Linked DNA regions of Sus scrofa: regions 1, 3 and 4 are each linked to region 2. The links are chromatin contacts, called in public Hi-C and targeted proximity ligation maps. All regions are on one chromosome and are shown on one strand. The core of a region is the stretch at or near the end of the contact, and the rest is flanking DNA. Distances in the headings are between cores, read along the strand shown.

Region 1 (3,004 bases), core at 394-2,893, 260 kb after region 2:
TGCATAGTCTTTGTATATTGTTTATATAAACTATATGAACACAAAAGATAGCATTGTATACCCCTTTGCCTTTTCTAGAGCTCTAAATTCATTGCTGAAATATAGAGATCACTCATTAGGTCCTTTATAATTGGTTAGAAATATAATCTGTTTAGAAGTTCCCATTGTGGCTCAGTGGTAATGAACCTGACTAGTATCCATGAGGATGCAGGTTCAATCTGGCCTCACTCAGTGGGTCAAGGATCCGATGTTACTGTGAGCTTTGGTGTAGGTCACAGATAGAGCTTGGATCCCATGTTGCTATGGCTGTGGTGTAGGTCGGCAACTGTAGCTCTGATTCAACCCTAGCCTGGGAACTTCCACGAGCCACGGATGCGGTCCTAGGAAGACAAAATACATGTATACACATGTGCGTGTGTGTGTGTGTGCGCGCGTGTATATATATATATATTATATATACTCTGTTCAAATTCTTAAGAGCTTAAGGCTTAAGTAAGAGGCCAGAAAAATTTCTGCTTGTAGATTTCACTAATAACTAAGGTTGGTCAATAATCCAACTCACAAAAGGTCATTTTAAAACTAAATCGCTTGAGACCTAAGGATAGCTCCACTGGATTTATTTCATGTCAGCACATTATGGGTTGTCTAAATGAACTGTGTTATTTCCTGTTATTGATGTCCATAAACTCTTAAAAGCAGTAACTTTTCCTCTAAATTAATTTAAATTGACTTTTAGAAATAGAATCTTTTAGCGTTTTCTTTAAGAGAACCATATTTCAAGGTAGGACTGATATAGGAATTGAAAATAATCATTTATTCTATTTTCTTTGAGTCACTCCCATGTAATGTGTCCAGCTAAAATTCTCTACTAGACTAATACTGGCTGAGACCAATAGTAGACCAAAAGAGATGAGAATAGAATGATAAGAATTGATTGGGAGGTGAGAAGTTTTGGGTCAGGAGATCGGGGCAGATTTTCCTGTACAAAAATTGAATTAAAGCTTTCTCTTGCCTCTCTTGGGGAAAAAATATTACCAACCATTTAGTCATATCCTAGATTCAGCTGTTATTGTGCAAATATCTTTTAGGTAGTTAGCAGGAATAAAATATAGCTCTTTATTTCCCGTTTTTAATTTGAGTGCCTGGAAATCAAGAAATTTGCTTATCTCATTAGCTGTGGGCAAGAAACACTGGAGTCCATGTAAATTGTGCACATTCTTCGTGACCAGAAATTTATTAGACATTTTTCCCTGTAGAAGGTTTCAGTTGGATAGCAATTTGTAATACTATTGCTTACAAATATTAATAATGTAGCTACAAAATACTTTTTTTTGTTAACACATACATTGTTATTAAGGTATGATCAATTAACTTTCTCCACTAGAAGGATTAGAGTAAAAATATTTCTCTAGGTAATTTGAATGATGTAAGATGGGGTAAAATTTCCATCCCCAAGTTTGGGAATAGATGTCAACAATTCCAGATAGGCTTCCAAATCCAGATGACCTAGTTAATTTTATTTCAGGGCAGTGAACAGATGGTGAGTGTTCTCTGTCTCTCTGGCATTAACATGCACTCTGTCACCATCAGACTTAACAGAGGCAGATGGCAGTTGCGTTAGCAAACATTCAGTCCTTTCCCCTCAGCTCTCCCCTTTGGACTGGGGAAGGGCTGGCCAAGGCTTGCAGCTGAGTCACATTGTGGCCACCTCTCCAGTAAAGCCTGAGGGGAGAATGTCAAACCACCGGAAGCCCTCAGTAATGCGGGTTTTCTCATTCACCCCTGGCAACAGGCACAGCTGGGCCCTCTTCAAAGGCCTGGGGTAGATATTATGGTTTCAGTGTGAAATCCGTTAGGGTTCAGGGCCAAGTTGAGCCTTGCTATGGGATGGATGGATTTTTCTCACCCTCTTGTGGAAAAGTGCCTGGGTATGTGAGGGCAGCTTTTTTTGGCCTCTGGTGAACTTTTCTGGGTAGAAAAGCAACCAGCCGTAGTTAACAGAGGTTTGGACAGTGACATGAATCATTAACTACCTAATTGATTTTTAGAGTATCAATATATCTTCGTAAACAAAAACAAAAACCTTTTAAAGTAAGTTCTCCCTTTTGGGGAATCCAGGTAGGCACAGTTTACAGATACACCTGTGTATTTGGATATCTACAACAGCCTTAGTTATATCCTAATTGCTGCACACCTAGGATAAGACTAGTGCTGAATTCATGAACCAACTCTAAAATTATTCAATTGGAATCAATTGAGATTGTGAAGTTGCTGTCCTGGAAAATGGAGATTTCAGAGAGTTTAAAAGATAACCTGTGTTTTACAGAAATTTATCAGATTGAGGGAATAATGCAAGTGAAAGAATATGAGTGAAAGATTTATTAAATCAGTTGTCCTAGTTTATGGTGATGTATTTTTCAACATGCAAGATGTTAAATTCTTAATATTTTTAACATTCCATTTCAATTTTTGTTTTAAAAATACATTACTTTTTAGGGCAGGTTTAGATTCACAGCAACATTGAGTGGAAAGTATAGAAATTTCCCATACACCTCCTGTCCACATAGCTACATAGCTTCCCTTACGATCAACATCTCTCACCAGAGTGGTACATTTGTTACAACTGATGAACCTACACTGAAACATCATATTCACCCAAATTCCATTGCTTATGTGGATTTTGTATATTCTATGTATTTGGACAAATGCATAATGCCATGTATATTTCACCGCTATGAAAATCTTCTGCCTATCCATCCCTCTCTCACTCCTAACCTCTGGCAAACAGTGATATTTTTATGGTCTTCATCATTTTGCCTTTTCCAGGATGTCATATAGTTGGCGTCATACAGTATGTAGCCTTTTCAGATTAGCCTCTTTGACCCTTTCAATTTGGATACTTCTTATTCCTGAACTGATCAAAGTCTAATCAAGAAATATGTGACTGATAATATAAATCACACATGTTCCATAATGCACATTTGCTGTCATCAGAGCTGTAAAC
Region 2 (2,855 bases), core at 216-2,715:
CTGTAATCCATGTAGCAGATATTGCTCAGAGCTTACTCTGATAATGGGCACTTGGCAGATTCTAAACAAGGTCCCTGCCATCATGTTTGCAGTGATCATTAAGATTTGTACCAAGTCACTTCACAGCTCATGAAGAGTTCTAAAACCTTTACTACTCTTGATTACATCAGCCCTTGAAAAACCTGTGTGAGAGATGCAATTATTCCCCCACCTTTTTTTCTTGCTTTTTGGGGCTGCACCTGCAGCATATGAAAGTTTCCAGGCTAGGGGTGGAATCAGAGCTGCACCTGCCGGCCTACGCCACAGCCACACCAACGCAGGATCCAAGCAACATCTGTGACCTACACCACAGCTCATGGCAATGCCAGATCTTTAATCCACTGAGCAAGGCCAGGGATCGAACCCACATCCTCATGAATACTAGATGGGTCCTTAACCCACTGAGCCACAAAGGGAACTCCCTATTCCCATTTTCTAGATCAGGAGTTGAGGCTCAGAGAACTTGAGTGACTCTTCTAACATCACACAAGTAGACTGTAGAAGAGTCAGATTTCATGCTTTCCAGACCAGGCTACTTTATGTCATAATAATAATAGTTGAGCACTCACTGTATGCCAGGCTTTATTCTAAGGGCTTCACAGAAATTAGCTCATTCAACACTTACAACAGACCCCTGCAGGATATGTCCTAGATTGCTTCTGTGAAATACCAGACTGTCTGTTAAGGTAAAGTCATGTCATTTGACACATACTGGTAGACTTGTCTTAGCCTGATTTTGCCTCTGTGAGGGCATTCAATTCTATGATTAGTGAGTCTGCACACTTGAGATGAGGAAGCAGGAAATTCTCTCCAAGCTAGTGTGATAGTAACCGTTGGAGAAAATGTTCCTTCCTGTTAAGGGAGAAGAAAGATTAGCACATTGGAATCCTCTTCTGGAAACCATAGCTCTGTGTTTCTTCCGTGGCAGTAGTAACCTGTCTGGATTCCTACAGAAAGAATCTCATGACTAAGTCTGCCTCTTTAGTCTGCCTCTTTCACAATCGAGATGTGAGAAAGTTGAGATGACTCCCTCCCCTGATATATAAGCCTGGGTCAAGGCTGGAACATAAATAGCAGAAAATGGAATGAGAGAGTCATAGCACCCAGCTGGAAACCAGAAACCTGGCACCCTTTGACCTTGTTATTAGTAAATATTCTTTTTTAGAAACAGAAGGATTATTCAAGGGGAACAGCGAGAACTGATTATTGATAACAATTCAACAGTCATAGGAGAATAAAAGTTAAAAAATAAGCTCTAGGGCATTTATCTGAGGTCTTTGTGGGGCGAAGGTTACAGGCTGTATAAAATAGCAATGATTTTCTAAAGGCATTTAATAGGAAAGAGAAACTATTGAGATATTTGATCTCTTCCTCTAACTCCCCAACCTTGTAACCCTAGGACTTCAGCCATGGAATCACACACATCAAAAGGGGTGGTTCAGGCTGGTCGGATGGTTCACACCATTTTCTGCCAATGAAGAACTGTATACTAATACACCCAGCAAAATGCCATGCCCAGAGTTTAGAGAATCAAAACTTTGTTTTTTTTCTAAGGAAACATTCTATTCTCCTTCCTAGAGTCTCTGTGTGTGCATGCGTGCATGTGCACATCTGTGCTCTTTGATGGTTAAGGAGGGGGGGTTGGACTGGGTATGGAAAAGGCTAATTCTCCACATGAAGAGTAAATTTTTATTTTTTGATTCTATCATTTATTTAGTTTCTCCATGGATACAATTTTCCTTCTCAATTTTCTTGAGAAATCAAAGCAATGAATTAATCACATTTTTTTGGTCTTTTTAGGGCCGCACCTGTGGTATATGGAAGTTCCCAGACTAGGGGTCAAATTGGAGCTGTAGCCTTGGACCTACACCACAGCCACAGCAACGCCAGATCCGAGCAGCATCTGCGACCTACACCACAGCTCACGGCAACATTGGATCCTTAACCCTCTGAGCAAGTCCAGGGATCAAACCCGTGTCCTCATGGATACTAGTCAGGTTTGTTACTACTGAGCCATGATGGGAACTAAATATGAACAATAAATGTTCATATTTATTGACATTGGAAAAGAGCAGGATGAAAAACAGAAACCGCTTTCCTCACTAAATAGAAAGCTTAAAAAAAAAAAAAGTTTTGAAAAAACACATCCAGTAAGTAAGCTGTTAACAGCTGGTAGGACATTGAGATATTTGTTTTTTAAATTAAGATAGCTAATGCAGACATTCAACAATTAATAGAGATAACCATGAAGCCAAAATGGCATTGGGTAATCAAAGTGGATTTTAGTTAAAAAACAGGAAAATGAAAAACTCCGGACACTCTAAAAATGTATTTCATGTGAAGGAAGAAAACACTGAACAAACTAATCGAGTAAAAGAACGTACGAATGCACTTCAGTTTCCAGTAATAAACTGTTGAAATACAGTCATCTTCCTGGCCTCTGCGTATGCTAAAGATTCACCAGACTTTTCTCTCCTTAACCATAGTTAGTAGGAGGATGCTGCTTTTGACACCTCTTCCATTCTCCCCCAGTATGTGGCATTAGCGAGGTTTGAATTCAGCTCCAAAGAGGACAATGGTTTGCTGAATTCCATGCCATTTTCTAGTGACTGCTTTGAGAGCCCAGAGCTAAGCCAGTCTTCCCATAACTTTGAATAATCAGATTGAAGGAGGACTTTCATTCCATGACTGGAAAAGGGGCACATTTAATTTCCCTCTCCATGTGGAAAAGGGAGAATGTAGCCTTGTGTATCACGGGCCACTGCCTTGCAGTCAGGGGGCTGGGGAAAGAATCTAGGTCCTTGGCGACATCGCGG
Region 3 (3,075 bases), core at 490-2,989, 410 kb after region 2:
ACTCACAGAGTAAAGTGACCCTGCTCTTGTCTAGTGAAATAGGTATTTCAAGGAGGAGGGGGTTCTTCATGTGTCTACGTTAAGCAAAGCATGGGGACAGGAGGGTGGACCTGTCTCTGAGAACTCTAGAGCTCTTTTATGTTACATACAGACAGGCAAACCAAAGGGAGAAATTGTGGTTTTTCCAAAGGTAAATGGGATTGACAGTGGGGATTCCCAGATCACAGTCACATCACTAGATGCTCAGGTAGATGATCCAGGGCACAAGAGGAATGAGAAAAAGAGCAGACAGAGTAATCACAGAGATAGGAAGACAAAACCCAAAGTGTGCTTCTTATCATTCCCTGAACGCCCCTTCTGGACTTTTTATTCGTTTATCATTGCTTTTTATATTAGCATTCCCCTCTCCTCTATTTTTTTCTCATATATTCTTGTGCCTGAAATACATGTCTCCCAGTCTTGTGATGCAAAGTCTTTCCACTCCTTGGTCACTGTTGGCATTTTGGTCCCAGTGATGCTTTGTTTGGAGATTATCTTGTGCGTCATACAATGTTTAGCCACATCTCTAACCTCTGCCTATTAGAAACCAGTAGTAACCCTTCCCCTACAAGTCATGGCAAAAAAAAAAAAAAAAATCTCCAAACATTGCCAGATGCCCCCTGTGGTTTTGTGACAAAATCACCCTGATTGGGAACCACTGTTCTATATAATTTACTGCTTCTGGCATTGAGTCGTGATTCAATTTAGTATATGACTAAATTGACATCAGTTGAATTCTATGGATAGTATTGATCCCTCCTGAGTTATTGGCTGGGAAGATGTAAAATGAATTAAAATATGCAAAATTTTCTTATGACATTGGAGTAGATTATTGTTAGGTATGTTCCCATGTGTTTACCTTTAGTTTCCTAGAGGAAAATAATTAATGATAACAACACACCTTTATTGAGTTTTTTCTGTGTATCCAGCTCTGCTCTAGGTGAATTGGATGAATTAATTCATTTAATTATTTTAATAATCTATATGTCAAATCATGACTATCATATTCTCTATCCTTCATTCTTTCCTTCAGCAGCTAGTAATATATTTTATTTTCTTTGTTACCCATTGAATATTTACTGCTTGATTGATGGAAATAGCGCTCTATAGCTGAAAATCCACTATTCTTTAACTTTCATGTTCATGTTTCTTTTCTCACCACCTTTTCTTTTTTTCCTGAAGGAATGGCAGCATTTATCAGCACCCTTACAGATGTATGCTAGGCTAATTGAAAACTATTTTTAGGTTTTTGGAAAGAATAGTACTTATCAAGAACACATCATGCTTGGGTTTTTGTCCAAATTGAGAAAGTTCTTCATTGGCAATAAAAAAGTTCCTGCAAACTTGAGTAGTTATAATATCCTCTCCAATTGCTTTCTTCTGTCACATCAAATCAAATTCACTGCTTTTTCAATTATTCTTATTTTCCAAAATAGGCATCTCATAACTTTGAAATGAAGAACAAGGAACAAGTTTACAGATGTGCAGAGAATGTAGCCAGGATGTTAGAACTGAAGGAGCCCCATGGACTGAGATGAAAACTGAAGCGAGAAAGGAGAGCCCTGCTCTGACCCTTGCCAGGAGACCTGGTAGAGCTGAGAGCTGCTGCCACCTTAAAGCTCTCTCTTATCTGCAGTTGGCTTGGAGGTCGCAGGGTGATAAGGGAGGTGGCAGCTGTGCTGGGAGAGTGGGTGGCTCATAAACAAACTCAGCCCTTTGACTCGCCACTTTATCGGTGTTGTGAGACAGGGCAGTACGCTACGCAGTGTTGAAATAAATCCTAATTGTAATTGCCTTGACATTTGCCTAGCAGATACCCCCCTGGGATGTGGGAGGATATTTCCTCCCTGAGCAAGACTGGCCAAAATGTTCTTTCCAAAATGTATGCCTCATTGCACTGATCCGACCACATGTTTTGAATTATGCTGGGTCAATATTCAGGTGAAAGGGAGAAGATATATCTATTACTTATGAAGTGGAAGCTTTTCCCCTCTAAGTTTCTTATAAAAAGATACTTGTATACCTGTAAAAATACAGATAACTACAGATAGCTGAGTTCTAGACCAGACCTACAGAACCAGAATTTTCAGGGAAGTGGCTTAGTGAAATAATTATAAACAAATAAACAATCATATATCACTGATGATTCCAATAACAATTTTAAAAATATTAATGGGGATTTCCCTTTGTGGCTCAGTGGTTAACAAATCCGACTAGGAACCATGAGGTTGCGGGTTCGATCCCTGGCCTTGCTCAGTGGGGTAAGGATCTGGTGTTGCCGTGAGCTGTGGTGTATGTCGCAGACGTGGCTCGGATCCCACGTTGCTGTGGCTGTGGCGTAGGCCGGTGGCTACAGCTCCGATTGGACCCCTAGCCTGGGAACCTCCATATGCTGTGGGTGCGGCCCTCGAAAAGACAAAAAAGACAAAAAAAAATAACAATAACAATAATGGAAGGATAATGGTATAAAAACATTATGAATGACTTTAGAACTCTTGCCCACTCATTACTAAAGACTGTATATCAGAGGTTCGCCTTGCTCTATACTGATATTATTTTTTTTTCAGTGCCTGGCACTCAATAAACATTCAGGGGAAAGTCAAAGGAACTCTCTTAAGAAATAACATTTTAGGAGTTCCCGTCGTGGCGCAGTGGTTAACAATCCGACTAGGAACCATGAGGTTGTGGGTTCGGTCCCTGCACTTGCTCAGTGGGTTAACGATCCGGCGTTGCCATGAGCTGTGGTGTAGGTTGCAGACGTGGCTCGGATCCCACGTTGCTGTGGCTCTGGCGTAGGCCGGTGGCTACAGCTCCCATTGGACCCCTAGCCTGGGAACTTCCATGTGCCGCCGGAGCGGCCCAAGAAATAGCAAAAAAAAAAAAAAAAAAAAAAAAAAAAAGAAATAACATTTTATAGGAACAGAATAATTTTAGGATAGCAAATAAAGACTAAGATATAAAATGCGAATAAAGAATAAGATAAAACATGCTTCTCTTGTCTACACTAGTTATTCAGGAGAGAATAAAAGCCCCAGG
Region 4 (2,926 bases), core at 324-2,823, 360 kb after region 2:
TAATAAAACAAGGAAACAAACAAAAGATCAGGCCTTTATTGAGGAGTATTGTGGATGAATATCTGAGCCAGGTACAAATAAGAACTGCTGGTAAAATGCTAGTTTCCAGGATAGCCAAGCCGGATAAGCAGCATTCTTTAGGCCAGGATTTTTCTTGAATGAGTGTTGTCCATATAACTCCAGCATTCACTGTAGAAGAGTCTTTATTCAAGAAGTGCAGGTTTACCCTTCTTTTGTGTCCCATGGAAAGAAGTGCAGGTTTACCCTTCTTTTGTGTCCCATGGCAAAGACAAAACATGGAGCATTTAGGACCTTTTATTCTCTCTGAAAAACAAAGCAAATACCTCTTGGTAAATAGTAAAGGACTTTTTCAATTGGATGTTATGACTAAGAATTTCAAACACATGTGCTAAGACTTATTTTTATAACTGATATATGTATTATTTGATACTCAAAAATAGAACCATTTTTCTAAGGCTTCTTGTTTGCTTGCATGAGTTATTGTTACATGAGTTATTATAAAGTTCCCTAAGCCCTTCATGGAAATCAATCTAGACAGCACCCTGCTCCATACGTTGCTTCATAGGTAGTATCAAGCCCATTTTTAAATGAATCGGTCTCTATGTGAATTGGTAACCATGATCTGCTGAAATGTGTAGAATAATTTGATCTGGAGTTTTAGAGCACAGCTGAATTAAAGAATAAAAAAGAATTGGTGATTTTGTGAATAGGTGAAAACTCTGAGTTAATGAAGTTTGCTTCTGCACTTGGTAATGATTTTAACTACAATGGAATAAGCAGACATAGGCTTTTTTCCCCTGCATTCTGCACATGGAAACATAGTAGTAACATCCATTTCTGGAAGTTAAAAATATGAGTCAGATGCTAGTTTATAAAGAAACAAAGATTTTATTCTTTAGAATTATCTCCATAAATTGAGACCTGGGGTGCCTATCTTTTAACTTCCACCAAAATATGCTCTCAAAATGTGTGTGTGTGTGTGTGTGTGTGTGTACACACATATAAAATTCCATATACATTTGTGTTGTAAGTGGTCTAATTGCGCATATCACTTTTAACATATAGAATAACAAATTCAGTGATAGGAAAGGAAAATTTTAAAGAGAGAAGATTCCATATTATCATTTCTTTATCACTAACATTTGAATAACCTGAAACCTCACTTAAAAATATGAGCACTATTTATTGTTGTTTTTTTTTCCTCATAGAGTGTGTAAAACATTTAGAAATCATCCGTGGAAAGGTGCTACTCTAATCATGTGTGTAATACAACTATATCTGGTATGAAGTATTGTGTGAAGAATCTTGGCGAGAGCTTCCCTAGCACCAAAAGTTCATCTTTCAGTTGTCTTAACTACCTAGGTGCCTAGTCAGTCATATTTTCTCAGACTCATTTATGCCTTTCACAGCACCCTTTCAAATCATAGGTGAGAACTCAAGCCTCATTTTTCAGGATTCAGAAAAAAAGTGTTAGGTTCAGCACTCCAAAACTATGTCCTAAAAGTAGTTGCTCACTTGAACCCTTCATCTCTTCCCAGCTCTCGTACGTTGAGTAGTTAGTTGGATTATTTCCTGCCCTACATTTCCCTTTTCATCTGTTAGCAATGTATTACGAATTTTCCTTGTCTTTTTATCCTTTGAGGTTGGGGAATTCTAAACCAATCTAGTTGCCCAGTCCAGCCCTCAGTACCTCATCCAGGTCCAGAACTTTGAGCTTTAGCTACTTTATGACAGAGCTGTTTGAAGGGATAATCCAGCTACAAGGTATACAAGCAGGGAAAATAATCAGCTTGGAAGTTTATCTCCTCACTGAGTCAGAGGACTAACCAGGAGATCTGATCCTGCCACAGACCTTGGAATAACATGATTGACGACATAGCATTCCTTTGAATACCACATTAGTTGGATATATTTCAGGCAGTCATTAATATTTCATGTTGCATCAGGGAGGTGCTGCAAAGTGAGAGCAAATACAGCTTTGGCCATACTTAGAAGTTATTTTTAAAATAGCATCAGAGATCTTTGTCTATGAAAATGAATATACCAGGTGGTTATTTATGAGCAGGCTACTGGACTCATTCTTGAAGGACACAAGACAGTGGATAGATATCAGTATTACATCTCAGGATCAGAAAATAGTATGCAAATATGGTCACACTGGGGCAGGAAATAGGAAAACAGCTAGTTTTTTTGAATGAGATGGATCACAGTTACTAAATATTTTACTTTAACAAACATAGACATCGTGTTTACTCAAAAACATTAGACTGAATTTGAAAGCTATTAAATGTTGATTATTACCCATTTCTATCTTTACCATGCAGAACCCTCAACTTGAAGTTGCAGTGTCTTAATATAAATCAAAAACAGTCTGTCACATTTGTTTCCTGAATTAATCCTTATTCTCTCTCCTCTTTCTCTTTCCTTTGTTGATGGCTCCCAAGACAACTTTGCTTGCTCTTCTCCATTTTCTCACTTGGGCTTGGTTTTGCTTTCAGTTGAAATTCTAATTCAGATCCAGAGCCTTGGCTTCTAGACTTGGGTTCTTGGACTTTGTGCTTGCTTTGCTTTAACGTTATTTATGTCTTTGGGGTTTGGTCAGGAATGATGCACCACTATCCTCTGTTCATCCTGAGTTATAGCTAGGTTAGGCAATTTCTCCGTTATCATCCTTCATATTAGGAAGTGAAATCAGTCATGTATCTAAGTCTGGAGGTGAGCCTACAGAGAGAGATCAAATAACCATTCCTCCTTCCCTCTTGCCCTTCCCCCACATCCTCTGTACATGAAGAAAAGACAGAAAAGAGGGAGTGATAATAATAGCTAACATTTATTGAGGGTTCACTTCATGTCAGATTTCTTATTTAATCTTCAAAATCATGGAGTCCACTATTCCATGTTTTTG

The links. Hi-C and Micro-C count contacts between places; a contact is called where the count stands out from the background.
Region 1: a Hi-C map of skeletal muscle shows a contact between it and region 2, with 6 times the contacts expected there. A contact is called at or near these places in 2 of 47 Hi-C or Micro-C datasets (psoas muscle and skeletal muscle) and 1 of 2 datasets of targeted methods (skeletal muscle).
Region 3: a contact with region 2 is called in a targeted proximity ligation map of skeletal muscle, with 2.9 times the contacts expected there. A contact is called at or near these places in 1 of 47 Hi-C or Micro-C datasets (embryonic fibroblasts) and 1 of 2 datasets of targeted methods (skeletal muscle).
Region 4: a contact with region 2 is called in a Hi-C map of skeletal muscle, with 2.5 times the contacts expected there. A contact is called at or near these places in 2 of 47 Hi-C or Micro-C datasets (embryonic fibroblasts and skeletal muscle) and 1 of 2 datasets of targeted methods (skeletal muscle).

What each region holds. Positions count from the first base shown.
Region 1 is chr5:92,455,045-92,458,048 of Sscrofa11.1, reverse strand. No RefSeq gene overlaps it. Among named protein-coding and RNA genes, the nearest start is that of ATP2B1, 480 kb to the left of the region's middle.
Region 2 is chr5:92,716,226-92,719,080 of Sscrofa11.1, reverse strand. No RefSeq gene overlaps it. Among named protein-coding and RNA genes, the nearest start is that of ATP2B1, 220 kb to the left of the region's middle.
Region 3 is chr5:92,310,200-92,313,274 of Sscrofa11.1, reverse strand. No RefSeq gene overlaps it. Among named protein-coding and RNA genes, the nearest start is that of CCER1, 430 kb to the right of the region's middle.
Region 4 is chr5:92,360,923-92,363,848 of Sscrofa11.1, reverse strand. No RefSeq gene overlaps it. Among named protein-coding and RNA genes, the nearest start is that of CCER1, 480 kb to the right of the region's middle.